Regions from separate parts of the Sus scrofa genome. Here all the other regions are linked to region 1. A link is a contact called in public Hi-C and HiChIP or PLAC-seq data. All regions are on one chromosome and are shown on one strand. The core of a region is the stretch at or near the end of the contact, and the rest is flanking DNA. Distances in the headings are between cores, read along the strand shown.

Evidence for each region. Hi-C and Micro-C count contacts between places; a contact is called where the count stands out from the background. HiChIP or PLAC-seq counts read pairs in DNA pulled down with a chosen protein or histone mark.
Region 2: a Hi-C map of heart right ventricle shows a contact between it and region 1, with 8 times the contacts expected there. The contact joins the promoter of SFI1 here to the promoter of TCN2 in region 1. A contact is called at or near these places in 1 of 5 promoter capture datasets (liver) and 1 of 47 Hi-C or Micro-C datasets (heart right ventricle).
Region 3: a contact with region 1 is called in an H3K27ac HiChIP or PLAC-seq map of alveolar macrophages. The contact joins the promoter of PRR14L here to the promoter of TCN2 in region 1. A contact is called at or near these places in 1 of 5 promoter capture datasets (liver) and 1 of 2 datasets of contacts at active chromatin or transcription factors (alveolar macrophages).

The regions. Positions count from the first base shown.
Region 1 is chr14:47,494,535-47,498,692 of Sscrofa11.1, forward strand. TCN2 (transcobalamin 2) reads left to right here and starts at 1,711. Exons shown (of 11, transcript NM_001244436.1): 1 at 1,711-1,866. PES1 (pescadillo ribosomal biogenesis factor 1) reads right to left here and starts at 1,449. Exons shown (of 16, transcript NM_001244432.1): 1 at 1,361-1,449. The coding sequence starts at 1,384.
Region 2 is chr14:48,207,978-48,211,918 of Sscrofa11.1, forward strand. SFI1 (protein SFI1 homolog) reads left to right here and starts at 2,562. Exons shown (of 33, transcript XM_005670867.3): 1 at 2,562-2,808.
Region 3 is chr14:48,416,958-48,421,040 of Sscrofa11.1, forward strand. It overlaps PRR14L (protein PRR14L), which reads right to left and starts at 1,283. Exons shown (of 8, transcript XM_021073914.1): 1 at 1,075-1,283.

The sequences.
Region 1 (4,158 bases), core at 461-2,960:
TGTGAGTTCGATCCCTGGCCTTGCTCAGTGGGTTACAGATCCAGTGTTGCTGTGAGCTGTGGTGCAGGTCACAGACACAGCTCAGATGCCACATTGCTATGCCTGTGGTATAGGTGGCAGCTGTAGCTCCAATTAGACCCCTAGCCTGGGAACCTCCATATGCCACAGGTGTGGCCCTAAAAAGACAAAAAAAAAAAAGAGAATACTCAAAGTTAACTGGGGTGACTTTACTCTCTGGGTGTATTGGGGGTGGATTCAGTATTTGGTGTTGTTGGGTACTACTGGCACCTAGTGGATGAACGGTCAGGAATGCTGCTGAACATCCTACAACACACTAGACAACCCTCCCCACAACAACACAACTAAGTTATGTGGCTCAAAATGTCAAAATGGTTGTGAAATCCCCACTTTAAAAACTGCCATGATTTGTTTACATATTTGCAACTGTTTCTCAAGATGAGATTTTCTCCCTCATATTTTTGTAGTTCCAATGGCTAGCACATAATGAGTGCTGGGTTAAAAACAAATCAGCATTGGAAACTTTCAAGATGAAGAAACATCATCCCCATCCTCATCCCCTCCTCTCCATGCCACCAATGTGATTTTCCATACAGCAACAAAAACAATTCTTTGAAAAATCGATGTCATTCCCCTTTTAGTTGATTCTTACTGCACAGCAAATAAAATCCAATCTCTTCACTGTGAATAACACGGTTTCTGTCCAACCCCAACTACATTAGATGCCATTCTTCCCTTGGTTTACTATACCCCAACTGTCCTGATATCCCTCCCATTCGGTACACACGGCAAGCCTTTTCTACCTAAGGGCCTTGGCACTTAGTTTCCTCTGTCAGGCTTGTTTGTGACCGTTTTCTTTGGTTATTTACTTTAGTGGCTACCTTCCCTACTAGAAAGTGAGCTTGGGAAATGTAGGGACTACATCTGGTTATGCCTCATCCCCAACGTCCAGAAAAAGGCCTGATTCAACAGAAAAGGGAGTAACAAGTTTTTAAAATGATAAACTCAACATAGTGATGAGCTCTGCGCTATGTTCATCACTTTTTCAGTAAACAGTTGTCCTCCGGTTCGGCCTGCTCTGGGATGCATCTTTACTTGGTAACCTCAGCTCTCTTTCACAGCTCTACTGCAGGCTTCTTTCCCGGATTTCACCGAACGAGTAATGCTGTCCTCGCCCATCCTCGGACCCTTTCTGGCTGCTGTCTTCTACCGCGTTGATCAGCCACCTCTGCACCCACAAGGGGCCAAGGCCGGGGAAAGGCGCAGTTCCCGGGCTATATCGCTCCCGTCTCCTACCTCCTGGGTCACCCCTGTGTCCCCACCCCTGCTTCTCGCACATCACCTTCTTCTTCTCCAGGCCGCCCATGGCTCCACGCTGAAAGGTCTACCAGTGCCGAGCGGACAGGTAGCGCCACTTCCTCCCGCATGTGCGCGGTACAGGGCCCCGAGGCCCTCCACGCCGCCTGCCTGTGAGGGCTGCCCAAGGAAGTGCCTGAGCAAGTCTAGGGAAAAAAGGGACTTTTCTCTTTTATATTTACAACTAAACTCCATGAAAAAAATCACTAAGACCGCTCTTCTGGATCTTTCCCATTTATTGCCTAATACAGACATATTTAATGTTTGATTGAAGGCGGATATTCAGGCATTTCTATAGTCATCCTGATGACGAACGCTTGCCGTTTCAGCCCCGTTGCATTTTGGGATGGAAGGCGGCGGAAGGCCTAGAGGCAGCGCAGCGCCTTCTGGGATGCATAGGGGAGTCTCTCTTCTGGGAGCAGCGGCAAGAATTGCGTTGTCATAGTAACAGTAGGCGTCGAAACTTGTCTTGCCTGAGAAGCCACCTCGGAGGTAAGTGGAGCGACTTTCGCTTCTCCTGTGGCCATTGGTTTTTCCTTTGGTTAGTTCGCTATTATCGGTGTAAATAAAGCAAAAGCAAACTTTTTCCTCTCAGAGGTAGAGAGACCCAAGAGGCCACTTAAACTTTCTGAGCCTTAGGAGAGAGTTGAAAAATGACGAAAGCACAGTTGGAACTGGTGCTATATTTTAAATGTACATTTAACATGTTTTAGTTTTTAATATGTATATACAAATTCCGTATTGTGTTCTTTAAAGGGTAATTACAAGATTTATACAAATATTCACACGAGTGTGATGTGGTCTGGGGAGTAGATGAAATTTGCAAAGTTAGATGTTTTCTTCCTTCAGGCCGCTAAACTCCATTTGGAGATTGCCTCAAAATTTTAAATTTGAAGAGTTCCCATTGTGGCGCAGCGGAAACGAATCCTAGTAGTATCCATGAGGATGCGGTTTCGATCCTGGACTCGCTCAGTGGGTCAGGGATCCAGCGTTGCGTCATGCTGTGGTGTAGGTCGCAGACCCGGCTCGGATCCTGCATTGCTGTGGCTGTGGTGTAGGCGGGCAGATGTGGCTCGATTCTTTCCCCAGCTGGGGAACTTCCATATGCAGCACATACAGCCCTAAAATGCAAAAAATAAAAAAATTAAAATTTGAGGCCCTTGTGAATGTGACCTGACCTAAAGTCATGGTCATTAACTCACCCTTTAGAGGTAAATACAGATATCAAGCACTGACCAATACTTGTTTTGAAAAATGTGTGTTTTATTATGTACTTTCCATGATAGCTAAAATAAAAACTTAATGATTCAGAGTTCCCTCTGGCGCATTGGGAGGCTGGGATGCAGGTTTGATCCCCAGCCCGTCATGGTGGGTTGAGGCTTCCGAGTCGCTGCAGTTGCAGCATAGGTCTCAACTGCAGCTTGGATCACTGATCCCTGGCCGGGAACTCCACAAACCATAGGGTGGCCAAAAAAAAAAAAAAAAAGAAAAGAAAAAAAGCCTAGTGCCTCTACAAACAACGAAAAATGAAATATAATGAAAAATGGGTAGGGGAAGGTGAGCTAGCAAAGACTTTGAAGGAACTTGACAGAGCGGTGTGAGGAAAAGCAGGGTCATGTGGTTCTCACAGCAAAAGACTAAGGTGTGTTTCAGAAAGGCTCTGAGAACAAAAGGAATGGGGCTGGCAAAGAGAAAGGAGAAAGAGACTGTCCAGGCCAGAGGCAAAAGTTTGGGGCATTTGGGAGCATGTAGGGTGTGACTGTGTAGGAGGAGAAGGATGGACCTGAGAGGACAGTAGTGGCTCGTTAATCAAAGGAACACAGGAGCAAGGCCACTGTCATGGGTGTGTGATCCTGGCAGTGGCCATGGCCCTGTGCTTGAGCCAACGCTGATTCTTAACAATATTTTAACAAGGCACCCTGCACTTGCAAATCATGTAGCTGGTCTACACAGGAAGGGCCTGTTTTGCTCACATTGATTTCGAGGGGGGGTCAGTGGAAAGACACAGATGGAGGTGTCTAGAAAAGAAATTGTACATTGGGTCTGGAGTTCAAAATAGGTACTAGATTTTACAGATGAGGAAACTGAGGTTCTGGGAAGGGAAGGGACTCATCCCAAGGTCACTCAGCTGCTAAGTAGTGGAAAATGGACTTTCACTAGGCAGCCTCGTTGCAGAGCCCAATGTTGAAATCACATGTCACTGCCTAATGAGTTGTGGACAGAGCTGGGCACCCAACACCAACAGTTAGTTTCCTTCTTTCTGTCCTGTGGAAACTGCTGTGTGACTCTAGAAACATGTGAAGCACATTTTAGCTTTATAATGGGAAGAGATTTTTAGCTATTAGAGCCATCCACTCCTGGAACGCTTTGTGAACCTCCATCACCATCATGGTAAAGAGCCCAGGCTCTGCAGGCAGACACACCTGGCTTTACTTCCAAGCTATAGGCAAGCCACTTTACCTCGCAGTACTTCTCTTCCTCATTTGTAAAATGTGAACAAGACCGACTGCTTATAGCAGTTGGCAATTTAAATATTTTATTTTATTTTATTTGGCCTCACCCATGGCATATAGAAGTTCCTGGGCTAGGGATCAAATCCAAGCTGAAGCTGCAACCTATGCCACAGCTGTGGCAACACTAGATCCTTACCCACTGTGTCACAGTGGGAATGCCTACATTTTTAATTAAGAAAATGGATATTCCATATACATCCACACAGTTGTATTTGTTATATTCATCCTTCAATGCCACCTTCGTGCATGCAATTTTTTTCCCCTTCACTGT
Region 2 (3,941 bases), core at 1,312-3,811, 710 kb after region 1:
TAGTTGGATTCGTTAACCACTGCACCGCGACAGGAACTCCAGTTTTAACCTTTCTTGTTATGTAAAACTAGATGCCTACAAATCCTTGTTTCATTGTAGCTTTTGAATGTTATTCTCTTTGGCAGGAATGATAATTTGTAATTCTAAAAAAGGGGGCACACTTTTGCAACTGAAATGAATTTTCAAATAGCAGTATGGGAAACTTTGAAAGAATAAAAGAGAAAAATGTTTTATTCTACTTCTTCATTAAGTATTTGTAAGATCTTGGTTAGGTTCAAATTCTTGGTTCAGTTTGGCCTAAGGGACTCCGAGTTTCAGTCAGTTGGAGAAATTAGCAGTCCAAAAACAGTAAAGAAGAAAATGGAAATTAGAAACCTAGAATTTTTGAGAGCAGCCTCATCTCAAAAAGTTGGGATTACACCTCCCTAAATGGGCTTTTTCCTACTCAGTTTTTCTTTCTCCAAGGGTTATCCCTAGTTCAAAGAAAACAGAATTTGAACAGTTTCACAATTTTGGCATCATGTAAAGAAAAACCACACAGCAAATTATTTGCAGAGGCTAAACCCCTTCTTGGCACTTTACAGCTTTGATTTTACATATGTAAAGTATTTAAAACAGAGCCTGACACCACTGAGTGCTGCTGCACTAGCTACTGTTATTCTATACTGTTATTTCTAATTTTTCCTAATAGGACTAATTATTTTCATTATAACTCAAATGGAAACACCTTGCTTTCCTATTTTAGTCAAAACTGAGATGATAAATGCAAATGACAGAAAGGATCAGCAAATCATCTAGAAAACACGATCTATCATCCTAGGTTTGTCATAAATTTATATACACATATAATTTATATAAAGCTCTTACAATAAAGACTAATTTTACAGTAAGTGAGTATTAGCTACAGTGTTTTTTTTTTTTTTTTTTTTCTTTTTTTGTCTTTCTGTCTTTTGTTGTTGTTGTTGTTGCTATTTCTTGGGCCGCTCCCGCGGCATATGGAGGTTCCCAGGCTAGGGGTTGAATCGGAGCTGTAGCCACCGGCCAACACCAGAGCCACAGCAACGCAGGATCCGAGCCGCGTCTGCAACCTACACCACAGCTCACGGCAATGCCGGATCGTTAACCCACTGAGCAAGGGCAGGGACCGAACCCGCAACCTCATGGTTCCTAGTCGGATTCGTTAACCACTGTGCCACGACGGGAACTCCTACAGTGTTAATTAAGACTTTGAAAACCACTAAATTACTTTAAAAATAGTTGGTCACATAACTTCAGCAAATAGTCCTGCCTAAAAGATTGGCTCCCGTGTCCTGCTTAAGTGGAACTTATATTAAACACGTTTTTACAAAATTTACCATAGGTAGAAAATAGAGCAAAAATGCAAACTACCTGTAATTTCAGTCCCGAGAAACCCAACAATGGTTATTTTTCCTCCTGTTTTGTTTTGGTTTGGTTTGGGGTCTTTCTGGCTGCACCCGCGGCCCACGGAAGTTCCTGGGGCAGGGATGGAAACCAAGTCACATGCCAAATCCCAAGCACTAGACCACCAGGGAACTCCTTTCCTCCCGTTTATAACGTAAAAATTTTCAAGCATTTAAACACATAATGCCAGGAGTTCCCATCGTGGCTCAGTGGTTAACGAATCTGACCAGGAAAGATGAGGTTGCGGCTTCAATTCCTGGCTGCGCTCAGTGGGTTAAGGATCCAGCGTTGCCGTGAGCTGTGGTGTAGGTTGCAGACGCGGCTCGGATCTGGCGTTGCTGTGGCTCTGGAGTAGGCTGGCGGCTACAGCTCCGATTAGACCCCTAGCCTGGGCACCTCCATATGCCGCAGTAGCGGCCCTAGAAAAGGCAAAAAGACAAATAAGCAAAAAAACATAATGCCAGCCTTTGCGTTCTCCACCAGAAATCTCAAGTGCTTTCCAAAGCGCAGGAGAAAAAGGATATAAAACTATCTTACCTACCGTTTCCCACCCCTATTTTTAAAACATCAGAGTGGGCCCAATTATAAAAAAATAACTATTACTAACAATTAATGCTCGTTAATTACATTTTAAAAGGAAGGTTAAGATAGCAGCCTGGGATAATTTAATTCAGGGACTGCGAAACCTCGCGCCCGCACCCACTTAGTCCAGATTGACAACATTCGTGGCCCACGCAGGCGCGCAACCTATGCCTCGGGGACCGGCTCGTGCTGCCTGGGAACCATGGAGAACCAAAAGCCAGATAGGCAGGAGCCTAGAGGTGCGGGCTGGAGGACTTCAGCCCGGAGCCTCGTTCCTAGTGCTTGCCTCACGAAGCTTAACTAGGGGATCGGCTTCGAAACAGCTCCCACTCCTGGCGTCTGAGAGTAGCAGTAGGAGGCTGAGCTCTGTGTGAAGCGAGTGGGCCTCGGAGGTAGAGCGCCCTCCGTGGGGCGAGCCAGACAAAGCGTCGGTCGGCCCACCTCAAGGGAAATTCACAGTGCGGACTCTCCCTCGCTGCCAGAGGGGGGCGTGACCCTGCCGCACTGACGCTGCGTGAACTCCCCGGGACCCGGCCGGGCGTCCCTTACGCACGCCGCGTCGCCGTGGAGACGGGGGCGGGGCCGGCGCGGACCTGCGTGCAGAGGCGCGGGAACCTCAGAGGCTGGTTTGGGCTGCGCCAGCGGGCCGGGTCCGCTTCGTGTTTACCAAAACTTCGGGGCGCGAGGCGGGAGGCTAGGCTTCCCCAGGCGCGAGGCCGGGTTCGATAGTCCCCAGCCTCTCAGTGGCTTGGACCCTCCAGCCGGAGCCCAGCGGCGAGCGCGCGATCTTCCGAGTCCGGCCAGGTGAGTCCTGTGGGAGCCTCCGCTTCCTCCTCCTGTAGAAGTGCAGGTGATGCTTCCAGCCCACGGGGCTGAGGTCTGGGGATGGAAAAGAGGTGGAAAGAGAGCACCGGGCGGCGCCAGGAGCCCTCGCTTCTCGCGGGGCGTGGCGTTCTTCCGCGGGGCTCGTGCGCGACGAGCTGGGAGCCCGTGCCGCATCCGTGCAAGGCTCATTTGCGTGAGCGGATACGAATTGAGGGTTTCTTGATCTCTGCTGCGTGACCAAGTGAGGGGCAAGGGTATGTAGACCTCAGGGGCCATACCTGAGCTTCGAGGGCCAATTGGGCAAAAACATTCAGTGGGAGATTAGTGCTCGGTTTTGTTTGTTTGTTTGTTTGTTTGATGAGAGGCCATTCAGGTTTTTTGTAAACCTCTGGGTTATGGTAAATTTTGTTGAGTGAATGCTGTTAGGGAGTGAGTACCAGTCCCAGCTGTACCACTTAGCTGATGACTTTGGGCACCTCGTTTATAAAATGAAGATGATTATAGAATGAAAAGTAGGGTGGTTGTATTGAAGCAGGTAAAATGAAAAGTGGTTAGTACTCTGCCTGGCACAGAGTACCCACTCCATGAATGCTTTTTTTTTTTTTTTTTTTTTTGGTCTTTTTTTTAGTGCTGAACCTCTGGCATATGGAGGTTCCCAGGCTAGGGGTGTAATCGGAGCTATAGCTACTGGCCTGTCTGTGACCTACACCACAGCTCACTGCAACGCGGGGTCCTTAACCCACTGAGGCCAGGAATGGAACTCACAACCTCATGGTTCTTCGTCCGATTTGTTTCCCCTGGCCAGGGCGGGAACTCCCATGAACGCTATTCTAAATCTAGTCTGTACATTCTAGGTGCTGTGGTATCCACCTAAGGGCCATGGAGGTATCAGGCTTGGAGGTGTCATGGAAGACTTCCTGAGGGAAGTAGTTGAAATTTATTCTGGGACATAGAATATAGATTTAGGTATTTCCATGCTTTTCTTTAGTAAGATTATTCATTTCTCATTGATAGAAGCTGAAGAATATTGTAGGAACTTAAAATACTTTTACATTTATGATTTTCAAGTTAGCATATGTATTTAAGAATTATATTAGGATTTCCCGTCGTGG
Region 3 (4,083 bases), core at 33-2,532, 920 kb after region 1:
AATAAGGTAGGTAAGAGAGAAGGAGTGCCTCTTTCTCTGCCCCAGGTGAAAAGCCTTCTCTCTTGAGAGAAAGTGATGGCGGGGGGCGAGGGGAGGGGAATAGAAGGAGCCTGCATGGAAAAATGTTTCTCTGTGGAAGATACTAGTTACCTTTTTTAAAAAACAAATAAGTAACAGTAATAGCAACAATGTGCCAAAAAGTTACAACGTACTAAGCACACTCACACAAAATTTCCTTTAGCCATTAGGACAATTCTCGGAAAAGAGTACCCAAATTAGAGATGGGGTGACTGAGAAAAGGTGAAGCAATTAGTCAAGGTCACAAAGATGGGAACTGGGAGACACAGGCTGGCATCCATCACACTCCAAACGCAGGGCTCTTCATTGTGCAAGGGAAGAGAGCTCAAGACACACCAAGAGACTCGGGAGCAGAGAAGCGAGGCTCCCTCTGTGGATGGGACTGGGGGAGGGGAGAAAGGCTGACTTCCACCACCACAAAGTAAATTCAGGGTCGTCTTCTCTGTATCTCGGGGTAAAGGCGAAAAATAAGGAGGAAAGGTAGGTCACCCTCTTACAGGGGGTAAAAAAAAAAACCTTCTGTCACTTTTAGGCAAGTTGAGTCTCCTCACCTGGGAGTCGCTGACCAAAAGAGAGATCCCCACCCCACCCCCCTAAAATAAGTTAGGAATCGCCCTCTCGCACACGGGAGCGGATCCCCCTTTGCTGACAAGCGCACTGGAGCAGGAGAAGCACGTTTGCCCACGACAAGGGGCGTCGCCCTCCCGGAGGAGAGAAGTTGGGGGGTCCCTCGCCATATCGAGGTCGAACAGGAGTCTCTCATTCCCCGCGGAGCCATGACTCAGAGAAGCCGTTTTCCTCTCGCAACGCGGGGCCCGGTCTCCTCCCTCTCCCCGGGTCGCTCCGCGTCCTCAGCACAGCTGCGTTCCCTTCAGCGCCCTGAGAAGGCGGGGGGCCCGGGCTCCCTTCAGCCTGCACCGCCCGGCGGAGGGTCGACTCAAGCTGGAGTGGGGCGGGGCGGATATGCCCGAAGCCTTCGCTTCCCCAGCTTCTTACCCTGAGGCCTGCTCCGCGGCCCGCGCTCGCCCCGCCAGCCCAGCCTCTGCAGCCGCAGCCCCGACGCCTCCAAGTCTAACTGAGCCTGCGGAGCCCCGCGAGCCCGGAGGCGCTCCGGCCGCCGCCGCCTCTTCGTCTCTATGGTCCCCCCGCACTTCCTCATCCGGGCCCGGGCCAGCCATGCGGGCTCGCCCAAGTCCCGCCTTCGCACCGCGCGCGCGCGGGCGCGCACTCCTAAGGACGGCTCTTCCTGCGTGGGACCTCCCTCCCTCTGTTAGCTTGTGCCGCCCTCTGCCCCGCCCCTGAGGCCTGGACTGTTAAAGGGAAACACACCTTTTAACTCTGCTCCTGCTGAGCTCAGGGTCAGCGTCTGATTCCACTGTTACCGCCGTGATCCAGTCCCTTTTTCCGGCCCGAATGACTGCAACTCCAGGGCCCTCCCGGCTTCTCCCTTGGCATCCCAAGAGATCATTTTATACTTGGAATCAGTGTTTCAGATCATGCCATTCCCCTACTCCATCTCCTTTAGAGCGTCTTGTTTCGATTTCTTCATAGCTTTAACACAAGCTGAAGCTGCCAGTTCATCTATTTATTGACTCTATTATCTGTCCCTCGCGCCTTAGTTTTGTTCATCAACCTATGCTCAGCACCTAATGCAGTGTCTTGCACAAGCAGACACTCAACAGATATTTGAAGGAAGGAAAAGACTGTTTATTCAAGAGGAAATTGAAAACGTCCAGAGCATACAATTAACTCGCCCCAAGACACAGAACCTTTTGTTAAGCAGAAATCAGTTGCTTCTTGGAGTTATTAACCTGTCTGATTAGAGAGCTAGAGGTTTGCAAGAGGCAATAATTCTACCCCCCCCTTTTTTTTTGCGTTTTAGGGCCACAGCCTTGGCATATGGGGGTTCCCAGGCTAGGGGTCGAATCGGAACTACAGCTGCCTGGCCTATACCACAGCCTCAGCAACGCAGTATCCGAGCCGCTTCATCAGCCCACACTACAGCTCATGGCAACGCCAGATGCTTAACCCATTAGGCAAGGCCAGGGATCGAACCCTCAACCTTATGGTTCCTAGTCGGATTCGTTTCCACTGCACTATGACGGGAACTCCAATCCTCTCTTCTCTGGTCAAAGTGTCTTTGAACCAGTCAACACTTGTATCATTTTATCTGCCATAGTGGCTTTCCAAGCTTTAGTTAGGGCTTGGGGACATACAAAACCAAGTGCCAACGGTATTGTTTACAGGCTGAATCCATATTTCCAGAATATAGGCTACTATAGATGCTGTTAGGATGAACTAACTAGAAGTTCACTTTAAAATATTTCTACGTTTACAGTATCCAAGTCCTCAAGTTCTTTCTCAGGCAACTACATGCCTACAAAAGAGGACCTGATGGAGTTCCCATCGTTGCTCAGCAGAAACAATTCTGACTAGTATCCATGAGGATACAGCTTCCATCCCTGGCCTCACTCAGCGGGTTAAGCATCTGGCATTGCCATGAGCTGTGGTATAGGTCAAAGACATGGCTCAGATCTGGTGCCGCTGTGGCATAGGCCAACGACTCCAGCTCCCATTCAACCCCTAGCCTGGGAACCTCCATATGTTGAGGGTGCATCCCTGAAAAAGACAAAAAAAAAAAAAAAGAGGATCAGAGAAACCCATTATTACTGGTTTGTCTTTTGCCTTAGGCTCTAATATGGCTGCACAGCACCATTACTGATCTTGTCTTTATTTTAAAAAACGTGGATTTTTGTATTAATTCTTATTTTTTAATCAAATTATTGTTTATCTTGCTGAGTTTTCTGGCATCCCATTAACTTTTTGTGCCTTTAGTAAGGCAAGTGCCTTCATTAGCCTCACCTACCTCACCATAGCCTCAGCCTTGTTTCTAGCTCTGTATTAAGCACAAAGGGATCCCAAAGAAGCACCATCTATATCATTCAATGCTTTAAAAGTTGGGGAGAGCCAGTTCCCTGATAAAATCCATGCTTTTGGTTATATTTATATGGCGCTCTAATTTTTTGTTTTTAATTTCAAAGATCTAATGTAACATGTCCTTCACCTCATTTGGCCCTCAAATACCTTGGGGAGGATGAAAACAACCACTTTGTATTCCGACCTGAGAGGGGAGAAATTTAAGGAAAAAAGAAATATCTTGTGCAAAGCCACGCAGCTAAAAACAAATAATCCCATAAGTTATTGCAGAATAAAGGCCACTGGATCCCTAGTCTGGGTAGCTATCCCTTCCAGCCATCACTAACTTTGACCAGCTTTAGACAATTTTTTAAAATCTCAGTACTTGTCAGGACTCCCGTCATGGTTCAGTGGTTAACAAACACGACTAGAATCTGTGAGGACACAGGTTCAATCCCTGGCCTTGCTCAGTGGGTTAAAGATCTGGCGTTGCTGTGAACTGTGGTGTAGGTCACGGACGCAGCTCAGATCCTGAGTTGCTGTGGCTCTGGCAAAGGCCAGCGGCTACAGCTCCGATTGAACCCCTAGCCTAGGAACCTCCATATGCCATGGCCTTAAAAAGACCAAAAAACCCCAAGAAAACCTTGTTAAGGTTTTTTGTTTTGTTTTGTTTTGACAAATTTTTGCCAAAACTGAAATATTTGTTAACTATGAACATCCTTCAGGAGAAGGAATCAGATTCCCCTAAGGGCCAGGGACAGAGTCCCATTAACTCTGTGTGGGATGGAAGGAGTGCCCAACAGCCTCAGAGAAGACAGCCTGGGGGATCTGGGTGAACTAGCAACATAAAAATGTCTTTTATACTTAACATTTTATCCCTGAAAACTTTTGCAACTGTTGCAGTCTACCTGATTACATGTTTTCTTTACTATTAAAAAAATACAATTATTTAAGAGTTATTTAACTTCTGAATCCTAAAGTAAAATCACAGGTGGGTCTTGCTACAGGGGCCCCCTTCACCCACTCAGCAGTCTCTCTGTGGTATGCGATGCTTTTTTTTTCTTTCAACATTCAGAGAATTTCTGAAAA